Linked DNA regions of Mustela erminea: region 1 is linked to region 2. A link is a contact called in public Hi-C data. All regions are on one chromosome and are shown on one strand. Each heading gives the region's core, a stretch centred on a gene start, on an enhancer-like site or on the middle of the called end of the contact. The rest is flanking DNA. Distances are from core to core; before and after follow the strand shown.

Region 1 (6,491 bases), core at 2,026-4,525, 140 kb before region 2:
ACTTCCCCTGCTTATGTTCTTTCTCTCTCTCTCTCTCTCTCTCAAATAAATAAATAAATAAATAATCATTAAAAATAAAATCTGTAGGCACAAGAAAATCATGGTCATAACCTACAAAATGTATCATATGTGTATTTCCCAATTCTACACATACTTGGGGGGGAAAAGGCAAAATTATTGGCACAGCTCATGGTCCTATGACTTTTAAAGCAAATGAAGTAACTCTAAACAGCACATGAAATCTAAAAAGCATCCAGAAAGTTGAGAGGAGTAAGGGAAGAAATCAGCATCAGGTGTAAAGTGAAGAACGTAAGACAAGAAAAAGGAGGACCTCCTTAATTATGTATCTTATAAAAAGGAACAAATTTCTTCCTACAAAAATAAGGGTCTCCTAAAGCAACAGCATGAACAACTCCATTTTCCAACAAGTAAGTCATTACAAACACTAGCAAATGGCTAAAACTCCAAAGACACAGAGGGTACCTATTTAAATACACAGGAAAGAGTACTAAATTCTTGCAATTCATAAAACGAACTTGAGAGAAGAACTTACCACACTCGTATCAACCCACCTTAGAAATACATACAAGGAAATATTCAGATATCGCTTTGTAAATATATAGTCCATAAACTTAAACTCAGAATTATAACTTATCCACTTTTAAAGGACCGATGACAGGATTAGTAAATTTCTTAAATTTCTCAGAGAAAGCCATTAGATCATTCTATCACCTACTACAGCCAGAAGACAAGTCTAAAACAGAAAAACAAATATTTTAAAGTAAATCTTCATCAGCCTGTTATTTACAGCCTTTTAAAACATTTTCAAGGGATCCTTGAAACAAAGTTTCATTAGCATCCTTCTAGAAAAAGCTGTACTGCCTTTCATTCCTCCAGCCATTTAAAAGCTACCAAACATTCATTTCTACATTAGATTATTGATTCCTTGCCTTTTAACATCTCCGTAACAGCTGCTTGACAAATTACTTCACCTTATTCCTCAGGGGGTAAGGACAGCATGATATCCATGAATTCAAAAATGGGACCACAAACTGATCAGTGACAGATGAGCTAATTGCTTCAGATGAATTAGATACTGCTCTAATAGACTAGGCATTCAAACCATTATACTACAATTAAATGCTTACACTCTAAATATTTTTCTTGTACTTAGGTGTAGAAGACAGACCTTTCTTAAATTTACTTCCTTTTTAAAATATATGTCAGCTTCAGAAAGTCTATAAGCTTGTACACATTGGGAGTAATTTCTACAAAGTGCCAAGTTTTCAAAATAATTATTCTAAATAGTATGTACAACTTTCAGATTTAGCTTTCTTATTTCAACCTAAGAGAAGTTCGCCCCAAAAGAGTCTAACGAGACAGTTTTTTAAAATGTTTTCCAGACTTTTAGCAAAATAAAAACCAAATACATTTTCAGAGATACAATAAATATATTTCAGGCTAGTACAGAATAATGTATGATTATTTCCCTCAGTTCATTCTGATTAGTGTCTGAAGAGTCTGTGATAGAGAAAAAGCACACACAAACCATAATCTTGCAGACCCCATAGAAAATAAAATATTGTTTCCCTCCCACAATAACATAATGGTGTGAAATCAAAGGAGCATTTTAAATGAATAACCCTTTCCAACCAAATTAGTCTCAGTAAATTAGCCTCTTGCTAGACAGAAGCAATACTCTTTTCTGAATTCATAACCAATCTCCTAACACAAACTTCTCCATTCCCTTAAAGTGACAAAACAAGTGCTAGCTTAGAGTTTTATAAAATAAGCTCTTTCGACCACTTTTTTTTAAAAAAACTAAATCTCCAGCCTTCTTCAAATGTCACGTGTGCGACTGTGTGACCATCGTGTCAATTCACCTTCTATCAACTATTCCCATAACAAAAATGCAGACATCCAGGAAACCATACAATCTGAAGACAGTGTGTACAATCCAAAACATTCGACGTGCCCCTTTTGAGACTTGAAGCTCTACTGGAAAGCTCTCCTGGGTCCCTGCTAGAACCCTGGCTCGCTAGCTGGCTGATTCCCCAGCCACCAAAATCCTGCTTGATCTCTGCTGCCTGGAGAGGCGATAGCGTTGATTTTGTTTCTAAAGTTGGTGTCAGAGCAGCTCCAAACTTTTTTCAGCATCCCTGCCTGGCTGCCAACTGGAGCTCTCCGTTCACTTCCTCACCAACTTGAACCACCCCCAAACAGTTTGAGAGTAAGCTGGAGTTGAGACACCGGCAGGAGCTGACACACTTACAAGAAGGGTTTGACACCGCAGAAAACTTTCACTTCTCTTCCCCAGCCCTTCCACCCGGGGACTCCGGCCCTCCGCTCCGGCTTCCCTAGAATTCCCCTCTAAGGCACGGCAAGGACACGGAAAGCCGACCGTTCTGATGTCCCCGAAAAGACCCCCCAGAGCTCTCTCCCCCCACACTCCAGTCCTGTTCCTCACACAAAAGAGCCGGACCAGCAAAGCTGTCGCAGCCCTGCCTAGCCGGGTGCCATCCTTCACCGCACCCGCAGACCCGGTCCCCAGCCGCCCAAGCGGTCTCCGCTGGAGGCTTCCTGCCCTAACCCGGCCAGACAAAGCCCCGGCGGCCGGGCCGGCCCTCGCCAGCCTCCGGACTCGGGCCGCCGCGCTCTTACCCGGGCCTCTTCCAGAGCGACGCCGGCGCCACCGCTTCCCCCGGCCTTGGCGCCGGGGCAGCTGGCAGCGCGGGTCTTGGAGGAGCGGGTCCGAGAGGAGATGAAATGGCTGCTGCCTCCGGTCGCCCCAGGCTCTGCTCCGGCCCCAGGCCCAGGCCCGGGCCCAGGCGACTTCGACCCGAGAAGACGCAGAGAGCTCTTCCGGGTGTTCACCATGGTCCAGCCAGGAGGACGGGGTCCACACCGCGCCCGCCGCGCCCGGGAGAGCCAAGGAAGGCCGGCCCGCCGGCCGGGCAATCAGGGCCAGTGGAGCCGGGCCGGGAGAGACGAGCCGACCCGCACTCTGCGGAGCGTAGACGAGGACAGGCGAGAGTAGGGCAGAGGAAGAGAAGTAGGCGTGAGAAGGCAGAAAGCGGGAAGCGGGAGCGATGCTCCAGGCCGACAGCTCAGACCCTCCACCGGCTTCACCCTCCTCAGCGGGAGCCAAGCGGAGCCGCCATTTCTGCCCCTTTCTCTCTCGCTCTCGCTCTCGAGCTCCGTGCGTCAGGGATCCAGCGCCGCAGGGCCGACGAGACCGTGCTTCCGGCCGTGGCCGCTGCGGGGCGCTGCAAGGCTGGCCAGCCCTTCTCCTGCCTGGTTTCCCCCTCCTCTCCCTCCGCCCCTCGAGGAGACCCCGCCCAGCGGCGCGGCGTCAGCGCTCGGCGGCCCGAGAAGGGACGCTCTGGGCTGTGGGAGCTCTATGGTTTCCAGGTCTGGCTGGGCGTCCGGGAGGGGGATGGGACTAACCAGAAGGGGCTTGGGGGTGAGAGAGCGCAGGAGCTGTCTTTGGAATTCTCACTACCTTCCCGACCCTAGTACCCTAGCATCTGCACCATCGCCCCAGATGGGCTGCATGGAGTAAGGAACGACCGACAAAGGCGGGAGATAGACGGGAACACGAGGGCGCGGTGACCTGAGTTGGAAATCCCAGAGGTGTCTGAAGCAGGACACCGAACTTGAGTCTCACTTTTCGTGGCTGTAAAAATAAGACTCTAGTAGAATAGATCTATGCGGCTTCTGGCACGTGTGAAGTTTAAGGAAGTACAAACGCTAGGCCCCTGCGTCTGTATACAAAACAAGAAAGGGTCGTTTTCTGTATGTAACCTTAGCCAGGTAGATGAAAGAATCACAAAGAATGAATTCTTTCTCTTAAGAGTCTCCTTTATCACGGTCGCTCCCACCCGCGCAAGAATTACGAATATATAAAGCTGAACACAAAGTATAAAATTTGTGATTTAACTTTCAAGGTTTAAAACAATATGAAAATCTCTCCAGTAAAGTAGAAATTATGTTAATTTCACCAAAATTCTCGATATTTTCGCGATAGTCTGTTATTCACTGGGCTTAAATTCTTCCCGTTTGCTGCAGTAAGAACAATTGAAGGCTCAAGAAAAATCCTGTAAAAATACTCAAGCTGCATCAAAATTAAAGCATTCTGGCCATCTAAGCGCCGTCGTTGAACAAAACTTCGTCCAGCACCGAATGGAGGTAATAGTTCTGCTTGGAAAGAAGTATGGATGCCAGGATAATAGGCGAAGTCCACTTCCATTATTGCAACATACCACCCACCACTTAAAAACCAGCGTCTTATGGGTGTGGAGACCTTATAATGGAAACAGACCTGGTTTTCTTGAATCAGTTAGCTTTGTAGGAGACCCCTGAAGGGAATACAGTTTTCCTATAGAAAGAGGCTGGTTTAAAAAAAAAAAAAAAGTAATAGAGAGACAGGTTTTCGTTTGTATATGAAGTGTCCTGCATGCAAATTAGAATATGAAGGATTTGTGTGCTTTCCTCCCTGTTTTGTTTCTGTCTTTGTTTATATAGTCCTCCATTGAGAAAGCCAGATATGATTTGAGCTATTATTCTTGATGAGAGGGCAAAACACAAGCTGGCAGCCCATAAAGCACCCCCCCCCTTAAGGTACCATATGTATATATTTAATTTTCCTCAGGCACTAGTGGCTGCCTAACAACAGCAGGGGAAAAACAAATAGTCAACTGATAAATATCCCAGTTATGTAGGACATGAAACTTTACTATTTTTGTTTGTAGCTATGTTTTTGTCGTGTGTGTGGATTTTGTTTTGTTTTTTGGGTTTTTTTTTTTTTTAAGATTTAATTCAACTATTTGAGAGAGAGAAGAGAGAGCACATGAGCTAGGTAAGGAGCAGAAGGAAAAGCAGCCTCCTGGCAGAGCAGGGAGCCAACACCTGGCTCAGTTCCGGGACTCCAGGATCACAACCTGAGCTAAAACCCGTTTGTAGCTGTCTTAATGATTTACAAGAAAAACACAATCTTGGGGCACCTGGCTGGCTCAGAGGAGCATGTGACTCTTGATTTGGGGTCATGAGTTCGAGCCTCATGTTGGATATAGAGATTAAATGAAGCTTTTTTAAAAAGGAAAAGAGGGACGCCTGGGTGGCTCAGTCAATTAAGCTGCTGCCTTCTGCTCAGGTCAATCCCAGGGTCCTGGGATCGAGTCCCGCATTCGGCTCCTTGCTCAAAACAATTGGCTTGAGACTCTCTCACTCTCCTCCCACCCCTCCCCTCCCCAGACACCCCCCCCCACTTTCAGAAATAAATAAATAATATTAAAAGAGAGAGAGAGAAAAGAAAGAAAAGAAAAACAATCTTACTAATAGACCTCCAGGAACCTACAGACTCAACATCCTAGAGCCCTAAGGTCAACTTCACCTCCACAGGATACAAAACCCTATATATTTCGTCACTCCTCACAGTCACAATGCAACTCTCTTTACCCACAGGTCCTGTCCCCGTACTGTAATAAAGACACACCTTTTTGTACTGTAAAACATCTCAAGAATTCTGTCTTCACCATTGGGTTCAACAATCCCACATCAATAACCGGTACCATTTACTGTCAATAAATGTTCGCTCTGAACCCATCTGGTCTTGGGTACTCTGCCAGGCCAAGAAATAGGGAAATTTTTTTTTTTTAAATAGCAACACATAGTTCTGGCCCTCCAAATTACTTACAGGCAAGAGGGAATCAAGAAGACAAGCAAGAGGGCACCTGGGTGGTTCAGTGGGTTAAGCCGCTGCCTTCGGCTCAGGTCATGATCTCAGGGTCCTGGGATCGAGTCCCACATCGGGCTCTCTGCTCAGGAGGGAGCCTGCTTCCTCCTCCCTCTCTCTGCCTACCTCTCTGCCTACTTGTGATCTCTCTCTGTCAAATAAATAAATAAATAAATTTTTTAAAAGATTTTATTTATTTATTTGCCAGAGACAGAGGGAGAGAGAGTGAGTGAGCACAGGCAGACAAAGAGGCAGGCAGAGGCAGAGGGAGAAGCAGGCTCCCTGCCGAGCAAGGAGCCCAATGTGGGACTCGATTCCAGGACCCTGGGATCATGACCTGAGCTGAAGGCAGCTGCTTAGACAACTGAGCCACCCAGGCGTCCCAATAAATAAATAAAATCTTAAAAAAAAAAAAAAAAGGAAGAAGACAGGCAAGAAACCAGCAAGCTGCAATATAATGTGACTAAGAATGAGGCACAGACCTCTAATTCAAGCAGGGCCTTAAGGAAAGCCCTGAGATGGGGCATCTGGGTGGCTCAGTGGGTTAAAGCCTCTGCCTTCAGCTTGCATCGTGATCCCAGGGTCCTGGGATAGAGTACCATGTCGGGCTCTCTGCTCAATAGGAAGCCTGCTTCCCTTCCTCTCTCTCTGCCTGCCTCTCTGCCTACTTGTGATCTCTGTCTGTCAAATAAATAAATAAAATCTTAAAAAAAAAAAAAAAGGAAAGTCCTGAGATGCATCTTGAACCACCAAATAG
Region 2 (6,019 bases), core at 591-3,090:
TACAAGTACATTTGCTCAAATGTACTTCTGCTCAAAAACTATTTGCTCAAAAACTATTCAACTGGCAGCTTTTTAAGGTATTACGCTACGTGTTGTATAAGAGGAAAAAGAGGATACTTATTCCCCGTCCTCAAACTAGTAGTGGTGACAAATGGTCAACAAATAAGTACAATAAAGTTTTAGATTTAAGATTTCGGACTGAGTTCAAACAGACAATCGACACTTCCAATTATAATACACTTCTCCCATAAATCTGCTTTCTCACTCTATACGATACTGTATCACACTTTCTTTCCTCAAACCTTACCGCCACCACTCCCTCTAACATCTGAGTTCCATTGTAACCTCTTCCTTGCCTATCCTAGGAACTGATCTTGCCTCTTGCTTACTGAAGAAAATATATATCACCAAATGGTAAGTACCTTATATTCATGTCACTAAACCCACCGATCTAAATTCATCCATATCCACCCCCTCTTCCTGTCATCCTCTACTCAAAAACCTTCACTCCTGGGCGCCTGGGTGGCTCAGTGGGTTAAGCCGCCGCCTTCGGCTCAGGTCATGATCTCAGGGTCCTGGGATCGAGTCCCGCATCGGGTTCTCTGCTCCGCGGGGAGCCTGCTTCCTCCTCTCTCTCTCTCTCTGCCTGCCTCTCTGCCTACTGGTGATCTCTCTGTGTCAAATGAATAAATAAAATCTTAAAAAAAAAAAACAACAACAACAACAAAAAAAAAACCTTCACTCCTGAACTTACCTCATCTTTCTCCCACATCATCAATTTCTCCCATTCTACTGGATCATTCTCAGTGACACACAAATACACCTTATATAAACTCAACTATTATTCAACCTCTGTGCTCCCTATTCACATGAAAACTTGAAGAGCCATCTCTATTTTCTTAACTTCCAACCTCTTTTCATCCCTCTGCAACCAAATTTTCACCCACTGAAACGATCATCAGTAGGGTCACCAAAATAATGCATCTCACCAAGTCCAATTTTCTGTCTTCATTATCCTATACCTCTCAGCCTTACAGCTGACCTACCCTCTTTTCCCTGAGACAGTTTTTCTTAGGTTTCTATAATACCCCATTCTCTAACAAAAGAATGTGAACAGAAGGGCTTTTCGTTTATTCACTGTTGTATCCCCAATACCTGGATTAGTGTCAGGCACACAGTACATGTTCGGTAAATTTAACCTCTGAATTCTTCCCTATCTCTCAATTCCGGCACACAGTAGGTGCTCAAACATATTAAGACATTAATGAAAAATCCAAAACACTCCGTGACTTTAGGAGAATCCCAGGCTTTGGTTGCCTGTGAGATATTAGATTACTTATTGCAGACTAAGTTGTGCTACTGACTTGGGGTCGTAGGTCGTAGGTGCTGATCAAGCAACAAATGCTGTAGGACTGACACCAGAGTAAGAAACCGAGGGAACTCTCAAAAGGGTTGGAGCCGGAACTGTGGCTCAAGGAGCATATCCGCAAGGACAGGGCCAGGATGGAACTGCCAGTATTAGGACAGTAAGTTCGGGGCTACTCTGGCCTGGGGAACCGAGCAGGGGCAAAATACACAGTTCCACGCCGTTAAGAAAGTCCAGGAGCGAGGTCCACCCCCCACCCCGCCCCATTCTTCTGCTGAATGCCCGGAAACTCACATTCGCCCTCTTGGCCGCTTGCATCGCCATCTTGGCGGGATGATAAAGTTACTGCAACAAACACTGGAATTCCTCCGGACACCTCCGGAGCTCGCTCTACTGGACCGCCACACGGCCTCCAACTCAGGACATCAACATCCAACCTCCGCCGGAAGCTTTACTACACGCCGGATGATCGCCCTCTTACGTCCAGACGTGCTGACGTAATGTCCCCTTTCGAAAAGACTCCGGCGCCGAAGGAATCTGAAACGAAAAGAGACGACGGTAAAATGAAAGGCGAGCGTTGAAGACCATTTTACGAGCCGCACCGGAAAGGGCGGGGCCTGGGTTAAAGAAGGGGCGGTGTTCCTGTCGAGGAGGCCCTGAGCGGAGGATCCGGCCAGAGGGGCGGGGCCTAGGAGAGCGGGACGAGGTGGGGCCGCCCCCAGGTGAGTTGCGGGGGGATAGGGTGGGTCCTGACGTGGGACCGGCCTCGATGAGGCGCGCGGGGCGGGGATGTAGGCTGGTGGGTGGGCCCGGGCTGCTGGCGCTGCGCAGAGAGGCTTTCGGGGGTTGTGGCTCGTTGTATGGTGGCTGACGCTGTTCGTTCGGTATCCGGGACCCCCGGCCCCGGACCAGCCCGAGTTGCGCACCCACTGTCCCGGCCTTTGCTGTAATCCCTGCGACAACTGCGGTCGCGCCTCCCACCCCACCCGCGCCGCGGCGGCCCAGGCCGCGGTCTGGGGCCGCCGCAGTGAGAGGGCAACCCTTCAAATCTACTCTTTATTTCATTCGATTGTTTTTACACGAATCCGTAGGCGAGACCAGGGGAGGGCCAGGAGGTTACAGGGCGGCTTGGAGTGGCACCCGATCTCTTTCCCGCGTCCTATGGACTTTCTCCAGTTTGTCCTGGGAAACTTGTCCTTCACTGCGGCAGTTCCAGGACGATTTTGCCCACGTTCTTGTTACTCTCCATGTATGCATGGGCCTCTTGGATGGCAGTCACGGGGTAGACTCTGTCCAGCACGGGCAGTAGACGTTGGGGACTCTCCGTGGAGAAGTGGGGTAGGACTTGTTCTGTGAAAGCCTCCACCAGCCTTTGCTTGTACTTAAGATAAGGAAAAGAAGACATCAGCCTAGACAAAGACTTTACCTTGCCGCTCCCCATTCTCTTAGTAGCCTCTGTGCTCTCTCTGAAATGTGTACACACCTGAAGATGCACAGAGCATACCCACCCCCTTCACTGCCAGCATGTATGTGCATGCCCCCAAATGTATAATCTCTTCTGTACCAGGGAAAAAGCCTCAATCCTGTACTAAGATATTAGTGGCACTGGCAACACGACTGTTCTTAAAGGTTTAAAGCAGGTGGTGACCACAGACAGGATTTCTGTTGGCTCAGTTCAAAAGGGATGTTTAAGCTCTACTATCCCACAGGTGTGAAATACTCAGTGGGAAAACATTCCCCAGTCTGGCACCTGCTGGAGTCCCACATAGAGAAGATTTCAATAACATAATCTATTGAAGGCAGAACCTTAACTAACCTTATTCACCTTTCTTATCACACCGAGAAGAGTTTTCCTTTGAAGACATCTTGGCACTATTAGAAATGGGCGCCTGGGTGGCTCAGTGGGTTAAGCCGCTGCCTTCGGCTCAGGTCATGATCTCAGGGTCCTGGGATCGAGGCCCGCATCGGGCTCTCTGCTCAGCAGGGAGCCTGCTTCCCTCTCTATCTCTGCCTGCCTCTCCATCTACTTGTGATTTCTCTCTGTCAAATAAATAAATAAAATCTTAAAAAAAAAAAAATTGTTTAAAAAAAAAAATGTATTTCCTAATACTGTCAATGCTTTGTTCATTCTGTTAGAAAATTTTAAATAACAGGTGAAATGTTCCCTACGTTCCAAGATGTTGAGACTTTCTATTGACTACTTTTAATTAGTTCTGTGAAAATGGTTACTTATTTATCCATGGGAGGGGGCAGGTTTCTACATAGGTGCTCTCACAGAAGACGTGTCAGATCTTCCTTTCTTGGAGCTACATAAGCGCACCACACTTTAGTGGGTAATAATTACATCACATTATCTTCTCACTCATCATTCACCTTTTTGTCCCTAGACCTCAGCAGAGTGGTGATCAGACTTCCTCGTTTAAAAAGTAGCTTTGAAAATAGAGGTCCACTGACGTCAGTTCCTCCCATCAGACCGTAGAGAATCCAGCGACCATCTAGAGCCAGGCAGTTGACGTTTTTCTCCCAGTAGGAGCCACCTATGCAGTCTAGAATAAGGTTGACTCCAGCACCTTTCACAGGAAACACAGATTTGTAATGCTCCTCAGACACAGAAGGCTTTGTGCAAAGTAAGATTCCATAGTATATTTGTGAATATATGGGTATATACACAGGTGGGATTGGTAAATCTGTAGCTTGGAACTAGAAACACTACTCATAGAAACACTGTTGTAGATGGAGTTTAGGTAACTGAACTTTATCATACATGTGTGCTATAATTCATGTTTTATGATTCCTAGCCACAGCAAGAGGGAAATGGGGCAACACCATGACCTGGTTTATCTCTCTTGATCCCCCTTAAGTACAAAACTCACAGTCACCCAGGCACGAATGAGAATAGAACAGGGGAGGTCTGCCCAGTCTACAGGACAGGCAGGTTTGCATCTAAATTATGAAATGTCTGCACTGGGTTATCTGAATCGTAGTTTTACAAGTATTCGTTTCACGTTTCCTTTTTAACTCATGCGAAAAATGGAAAGGGATAAGCCAAAAACAGACATATTTGGCTTGGGAATACAGAGGCTCACATCTTTAGAGAGCTATCATCCTAACCCTACTCTGACCACACCAAGCTCCTGTTAACTCATTGCAGAGTGACTCTGAAGAATGGCTCCTGGCTAATTCTAGTCCAACTCTCTCAGACTCATCCGGTTTCTAGAAAGCGTATGAATGCTATCCCTTACGAGAATGCACACAGAAACATTTTAGTCCTAACACTGCCTGCCTGTCTCCAGAGGTCAAACACCTGAATGCTAGAATTTGGCTGGGTAGCTGCTGTGTATTTAGCAGAGCACTGGCAAACTTCAGGCTGGTGAGGACTTGACTGAACCATCTCTGAAATTCCTGTTGGGCTGCAGGAGCTACTGCTTACCTTTGGTGAACTTCAGTGTTGCTTCAGAAAAATCCTCTTCTTTGTAATTGAATCCGGCTGCTGCTCCAAGCTTTTCTGCCATCTGAAGCTTGTGCCGGGAGCCAGCTGTGACTAGAGGAATAGCTCCAGCCATGCGTGCGAGTTGGATGGCAGCCGTGCCCACACCACTTGATCCTGCATGGATTAGCACAGTCTCTCCAGCCTGAACGTTTCCTGCGGCACAAAGTACAAAAACCATTCTCTTTACAAGTGCTACACGTGCCCCACGCAGGCATATTCTACCACATGCCCCTGGCCCTGGCCCACCAAATGCCCAGTTTCTTGGTCTCTTAACACGATGACAGCTCTTTTTTGTTTTACTGACTCTTATCAAAGTGGAAGAAAACATTTTGAAACAAAGTTGTTAGCAGTCACATCCACAATCTGTTTTACTTAAGAAATGATCCCGAGATGCGCATCTCTGACATGTACCTTAATAGATAAGAATATGTACCATTGGGGCACCTCGGTGGCTCAGTGGGTTAAAGCCTCTGCCTTCGGCTCAGGTCATGATCTCAGGGTCCTGGGATGGAGCCCCGAGCTGGGCTCTCTGCTCAGCAGGGAGCCTGCTTCCCTTCCTCTCTCTCTGCCTGCCTCTCTGCCTACTTGTGATCTCTGTCTGTCAAATGAATAAATAAAATCTTAAAAAAAAAAAAATGTGTACCATTCCCACTGTCACCACCTGAAGCCCGTTCCCCTTCAGTCTGAAACTGGTCTCCAACTGGTCTCAACGATCCCGTCACCATACACAACCATCAGGATCCTTACTTAAATGGAGCTTTCATTATGTCACTTTCTTCTCAAAATATAAAGTGGTTCTCAGGTGGCTCTTGCATCAGGTTCTGGCAATGTGCCATTCAGGGCCACTGAAACCCAGTCCTAGTGTCGTCTTTCACAGATGATAATCATCCTTCACTCTGAGTGGAGCAGCTGATTTCACTGGGTCACTGCCTTAAACCACCAAGGCTTGCCTTCTATCACATCTCAACTTTACCCACCCTTCAAGTCCTTCTCTTCCAGAAAGCCCTCTCTTATCATCTGTGCCCACACTAACTATTCCCATCTTGAGTTTTGTTTTTTTTTAAGATTTCATTTTTTCATTTGACAGAGAGCGAGCAAGCCCTGGAGGGAGGAGCAGAGGGAGAGGGACAAGCAGACTCCCCGCTGAGCAGGGAGCCCGATGC

The links. A called contact is a pair of places that touch in the nucleus more often than the background predicts.
Region 1: a Hi-C map of fibroblasts shows a contact between it and region 2, with 2.0 times the contacts expected there. The contact joins the promoter of ATAD2B here to the promoter of SF3B6 in region 2. A contact is called at or near these places in 3 of 3 Hi-C or Micro-C datasets (fibroblasts, skeletal muscle and spleen).

Annotation. Positions count from the first base shown.
Region 1 is chr7:123,358,946-123,365,436 of mMusErm1.Pri, reverse strand. ATAD2B (ATPase family AAA domain-containing protein 2B) reads right to left here and starts at 3,275. Exons shown (of 28, transcript XM_032353194.1): 1 at 2,662-3,275. The coding sequence starts at 2,877.
Region 2 is chr7:123,215,046-123,221,064 of mMusErm1.Pri, reverse strand. It overlaps SF3B6 (splicing factor 3B subunit 6), which reads right to left and starts at 1,840. Exons shown (of 4, transcript XM_032353185.1): 1 at 1,661-1,840. The coding sequence starts at 1,690. TP53I3 (quinone oxidoreductase PIG3) reads right to left here. Exons shown (of 6, transcript XM_032353177.1): 4 at 4,797-5,009; 5 at 3,740-3,936; 6 at 2,475-2,747. The coding sequence ends at 2,565.